2 separate regions of the Zea mays genome follow, and region 1 is linked to region 2. A link is a contact called in public Hi-C data. All regions are on one chromosome and are shown on one strand. Each heading gives the region's core, a stretch centred on a gene start, on an enhancer-like site or on the middle of the called end of the contact. The rest is flanking DNA. Distances are from core to core; before and after follow the strand shown.

Region 1 (2,700 bases), core at 198-2,697, 410 kb after region 2:
CACTGCTTGAGTGGTATTCTCATGTTGCATTTGTTTTCATTGTTCATCTATGTAAGATCTAAGATATTAGATTTCTCTTGTTTCACTTATTTTGGGGTAGTTGTAGCAGGCCGGAGCGAAGCCAGATCAGTTACCCGCTGTCAGACAACTTTGTGATTCCTGTCCACCTTAAAGTTGGTCAGGAATTTCGCTTGTGCTTCCTTGATCACCTACTCTTTGTGTTCCTCAAACTCTTGCTGATCTTCGACTGATAGAGTCTCCATAGTCGGCTTGATGATGTTATTTGGAGAGACGTCGGAATTATCCTTTGAACTGACCATTGGGACGATCTGATACTCTATGTGGTTCCTCCAGCGGAGTCGTGAAAAAGTGTGTTGCCGCCGATCTGACGTCAATCACTACGAGGTGTACCGGCGGCGGTGCCCTTATGGCAGCCAGTGGCGGCCCTGAGGGTGGGGCGGAGGGGCTGCCTCCCCGGGCCCCCAATTATATAGGGCCCCGAACCTAGTTATACATTCAGTAATTAGACTATGAGACACAATAGCTTAATAGTGAAATGTCGAATAATTAGCAGTCACGAAGCGTTCACAACCCGGTCGTATTTAAACATGTTAAAAGAACTTTTAAGATAATACTATAATATGTATCTTTTTATTTATTTGTTGCTTGGTATGAACATTTTTAGATGTGTCTTGAGTTTATATATTGGTACCATTTTTATATAACAATAGTTTGATGGGCCTCTATTTTAAATTTGCACTGGGCCCCTAAAACCTCCGGTCCGTCGCTGATGGCAGCACGGACGGTCCGCGGCATAGGGTCGGACGGTCCACGACCTGCAGCAGGGAACTGAGTCTTCTCTGCGTCGAGCCGGACGGTCCGCGTGTGCAGAGACGGCGGCGTTCGCCAACATCACCTGGATCTGACCCCAAGACCAAGAGGGGTCCGTCAGGGAGGAGAGGTCATAGAGTTTGTTTTGGGATCGGTAGGTCATCCAAGACGTCTCTAAACAATATAGAGTCAAATAGGGGTGGAGATCAAGGTGAAGAAGTGTCTACTCATAGAGTAAAAAGTAAAGAACGGAAGGTATATTAATTTTAGTTCGATTTTGGTTGTTCAATCAACCGTACATCTTTAAATATATAAGAGAAGGTCTGTAGCCGTTCTTAGTCGTCCTCCATTAACTCTTATAACTTTATAAAAATAAACACACGTAAAGATATAAGTTAATTCGACTGATATGATCTATCCACGAATTGTCCGCAAGCGTAGACCGGACTATCCGGTCGGTCCAGCCGATCGCGGCCGGTGCCACAAACCGTGCTCAGCAATACAAAATAATCAAAATCTGAGATACAGCCCACAGAATAAAACCGGTAACTCGTCCTTCCAATCAATATAGCCATCTAGGAGTAGGCTTTGCTCATAGGCTCCCTCTACTCTCGTTCTCCCGCGCCATGGCGGGTAGGTGCCCAATCTTTCGGTCTTTCCTTCTGGACGGTGTATTCGTAACACTATCCATTCATTTTTTTCTAAGCCTTCCCCATCTTGAGCTCTGCAGCCCGACGTCTCCAACTCCAATGGGAGCCAGTCAGCACCGCCGCTCTCCTCCTCTTCCTCCTACTCGCCGCCGCGGGAGCGGCTGCTGCCTCGGCAGCGCCAGCGGGGCGCAGGGAGGCGGTGACGTCGCCGCACGGCGCCGTGGCGGCGGACGACTTGCGGTGCTCGAGGATCGGCCGGGACGCGCTCCGCGAGGGCGGCAGCGCCGTGGACGCGGCTGTGGCCTCCGCCTTCTGCCTCGGCGTCGTCAGCCCGGCCTCCAGCGGCGTCGGCGGCGGCGCCTTCATGCTCGTCAGGCTCGCCGACGGCACGGCCGTCGTGTACGACTCCCGCGAGACCGCGCCCCTCGCCGCCTCCAGGGTGAGTTAAGATCGTGCTTATATTTATCCTTTCTATTCGGACCTTACGTCCTTACCTCTGCTCTAGTAAATTGTCTTCACTTATTCCTCTGCAGCAACTCATTCTCTATACATAAATACTCCTTCCGTCTTAAAATATTAATCATCATAGCTATTAGTTTTTTATTCTATATTTAAATAGATGATAGAACACATACATTAATTATTTATTAATATATTAAAAAGGTAAAATAAATTTTAATTTGAGACGTAGAGAGTAATATATTAAAAATATATTTTATTTGAATTTTTTATCCGTATGTATGTATCATACTTTCAGATATTTTATATATGTGTTATTTAAAGTATTAAAATAAATAGAGAAAAGAAAAAAACTCAATTATATAATAAATAGACACCTTTTTATCTAGAGAACGGTGCTGGACAGAAAAGCGAATCTCTCTTGGATTTAAAGAGGAGCCTAGAGCCAGTAAGCTACACCGCGTGTCTGCGTGTGCGAGCGGTGGTCAAAGCACTGCCGTACTGGCAGGAATTTGCGAGCGATTTTTATTTGCGCTTGCCCATAGGAATATGTTTTTAATCTGGTCTTTGTTAGCACTTAGAGCATGTAACTGACGGTTTTCTAAATATTAGAGACAGATAAAAGACCGTATAATATAATCCTAAACTTATAAATAATAAATATAGTTAATACACAATATTTATAAAGAGTCACGTAAAGACGACCTCTTCTATAGTTAATACACAATATTTATAAACATGTTTCTTGATTTTTTTCACT
Region 2 (2,928 bases), core at 255-2,754:
TACCTTGCTCTCCGTCGAAGCTGTGGTAGTACAGGGTGACGTATGGGGAGTCGCCGCCGCCGACATACTCCTTCACCGTCCAGACGCTTTTGCTGAACGCTGTGCCACCACCTGGATGCACGAACAGATGCAGGTGAATGAGTGAACGATCTCGCTCCCATGTCATGAACAGCGGTGGAAGTGGAACTCGATTACTCGAGGACTGATCCATCACGGACGGTTGGAGCAGAGCAATCCTCTGGCTCTGGGTGTAGGCACGAACCGTACCGTGAATCGTGTTCCTGCCGTCGTTTCGTTGCAGGTGGTAGACTTTCCCGTCGAGGACGAACCGGCCCCTCGATATCCGCTGAGCCACGCGGCCGGTTATCGGTCCAAAGTAAGAAGTGTCGTTCTGCGTGGGAAGAACAACTTTAAGCCGCTGTTGTGTGTTGAAAAATTCAGCAGCGTGCCATAGCCATAGGCTCCATTCACATGATGCGTATCGACACTTGCACGGTCTCGCTTATTTTTTTTCCCCCTCGAGAAGAGAGAGAGAGAGAGAGAGAGAGAGAGAGAGAGAGAGAGAGAGAGAGAGAGAGAGAGAGAGAGAGAGAGAGAGAGAGCATGATCTCGAGTGATCTTTGTCAGTTTTAAATTAGGGGAAGATAGCGATGGAGTGCCATCCTGTACAGCACAGATCACAATGTGATAATAATCATTTCCTTCCAGTTCCCCTTAATTTTCTTTTCTACAAAAGTTCGGTTGGTGGCCTAATATTCTAGCTCTAGCTCATGCTTGGTTTTCAAAGTCTTGACCGTGGTGCTTGGGATTCTAAAGCTGAACGAGAGAGAGTAAATGAGGGAGAATAGTAAAGAAGAAGAAAAAAATGAAGTCGCTATGTTTGGAGAGCGACCGACGACTGCGAAGTTTGTTAATTAGAGAGGTGGAATTCGCTGACGAACAGAACTAGTGCAGAGTGAAAAATGAAGAAGAAAAGACGCAAACTAAATGCAACACACGTGCTATCGATCTATGCAGGAGAAAGATCATGGATCGATTGGCTAGAAAAAAGAAACAAGAGACGGTGATCTGCCGAACTTACAAAGTATTCAGCGACGGTATCTCTGCCCAGGACGATATCAGCCAAGTTCCCTGCAAACCCACGAGCACGAACTTAATTTAGCCTGTGCGGCGAGCGAGGGCAGTTGCAGAGGCGACAGCAGCTAGCAGGAAGGGAGAGGACTGCACGGACCTTTGCAGTCGGGAAGGACGACGGACATTAATCGGGCGCCCCAGTTGGTGACCTTGACGGAGAAATCCCCCAGCTTGAGCTCGTACACGCCGACCCTCGCATCGGGGCGGGGGCCGGCGGTGGCCTGCGCGCCCAGGGTGCCCGCGAGGCACAGCAGCGCGAGGAGCTCAACCCTAGCCATTGCCGGGCCAAGGAATTAGCTTAATTGCTGAGACAGGTTGCCAGGAAGGCAGCACAGGTAGGAAGGAAGGGCGAAGAGCGAAGAGAAAGGGGGTGTACGTCGGTCGGTCGATCGTCGGGGCACTCGGCTCTAGATATATTTTCCTCCATCCAATTTTATTTCAGAAAAATCCGGACGGCAGGAACCTCACGGTCACAGGTAAAGCTGTGCTTGAATGATCTGGACGGCATCGGCATTTGAATCTTTTTTCTTCTTATTTCTACTTTTATTTTCTGTCTTATTATATACTTCTGTGCAACAAGGTCTTGGTCAAAGGCGTGGGCTGAGTGGCTGACCCAGCAAGCGTGTGTGCTGGCCCGGGTGCTGTAGCCTGTACTGTACTGCTGCTAATCGACCAGTCCGCCCGGCGTATTTTTCGTTCAGGTTGTCTTGCGCTAGCTAGCGTGCACTATCTCTTAAAATTAACAGTCAATCGTGGACTTTTTCAAAGCTACTCGTTTTCAAAATACAATCTGCATGATACAATTCTGAGATAGAGCCTGGCCTTAGATCATAAATACAAGTAAAAGACAATATATATAAAAAGTCACGAAAAAATGAGGTTTTGCGAATAGTCTATTTCTTGTATTTTTTTTTTACTTTAGCGAAACATATCGAGAGACTCAATCTATACTATCTATTAAGATGCTAATGTAGACCGCTCTCGTCTCCGTCCTCCCACGTCGCGAGAGCCACCTCCCTGCACAATCCGGTCCATGCGTCCTACCCGACGCCGTCGCTCCGCAAACGCCGCGAACCCCGCCGCGACCCACCGTGAACCCCGCCCGACGCTGCAAAAAAAGTGATTCTACGTCTGCGCACGTGTTTATGAGAAATCTATCTTCGCCGACAAAGAACACGACTCTATTAGCCAACCTCCCTCCACTTCGCTGTTTGTTTCTTCCAATTGTCCACATCCAAACCGGCGGCCAGCAGGTGTTCATTCCACTCACACACGGCTGCTTCTTGCCCCTCCTTGCCGCAGGTATTACTACAGATGCACGTACAAGGACAACATGAGCTGCCCGGCCACGAAGCAGGTGCAGCAGAAGGACCATAACGACCCGCCATTGTACGCGGTCACTGTGGGGGATAGATATCCACCGGATCCACTAAAGAGATAAAAGACCTCACGAAAGGCCCAAAGGCCCGATAAATCGTAAGGTCGTTCTTTCGTGGGCCTGGGGAAAGACAATCAACGAAGCGGAGAAGACGTAAGACTAGATTGGAGCAAACCCGGACGGCCCACAACGTTGAGCGAGTAAATTGCAACAGAGACCCGACTTTCCCGCGCTGAAGCCCCCATGCAACAGAGCCATGCGAGGATAAGTCGGCAAGGGTTACGTAGGGATAAACTCGAGAGGTTTACTATCTTTCAGCTACTTGTAGCTATCATATCCACGTGTACTGCCCCACGGTCGAGTATATAAGGCCTAGGGGGCACCCCTTCAGAACGATCGACCCTGCTTCACTTTGC

What was found. Hi-C and Micro-C count contacts between places; a contact is called where the count stands out from the background.
Region 1: a contact with region 2 is called in a Hi-C map of tassel, with 2.9 times the contacts expected there. The contact joins the promoter of LOC100281180 here to the promoter of LOC100383094 in region 2. A contact is called at or near these places in 4 of 25 Hi-C or Micro-C datasets (ear, leaf, leaf mesophyll and 1 more).

The regions. Positions count from the first base shown.
Region 1 is chr2:44,590,754-44,593,453 of Zm-B73-REFERENCE-NAM-5.0, forward strand. It overlaps LOC100281180 (gamma-glutamyltranspeptidase 1), which reads left to right and starts at 1,448. Exons shown (of 7, transcript NM_001154099.2): 1 at 1,448-1,464; 2 at 1,562-1,920. The coding sequence starts at 1,458.
Region 2 is chr2:44,182,887-44,185,814 of Zm-B73-REFERENCE-NAM-5.0, forward strand. LOC100383094 (Galactose mutarotase-like superfamily protein) reads right to left here and starts at 1,505. Exons shown (of 5, transcript NM_001175765.1): 1 at 1,232-1,505; 2 at 1,082-1,131; 3 at 268-391; 4 at 4-111. The coding sequence starts at 1,412.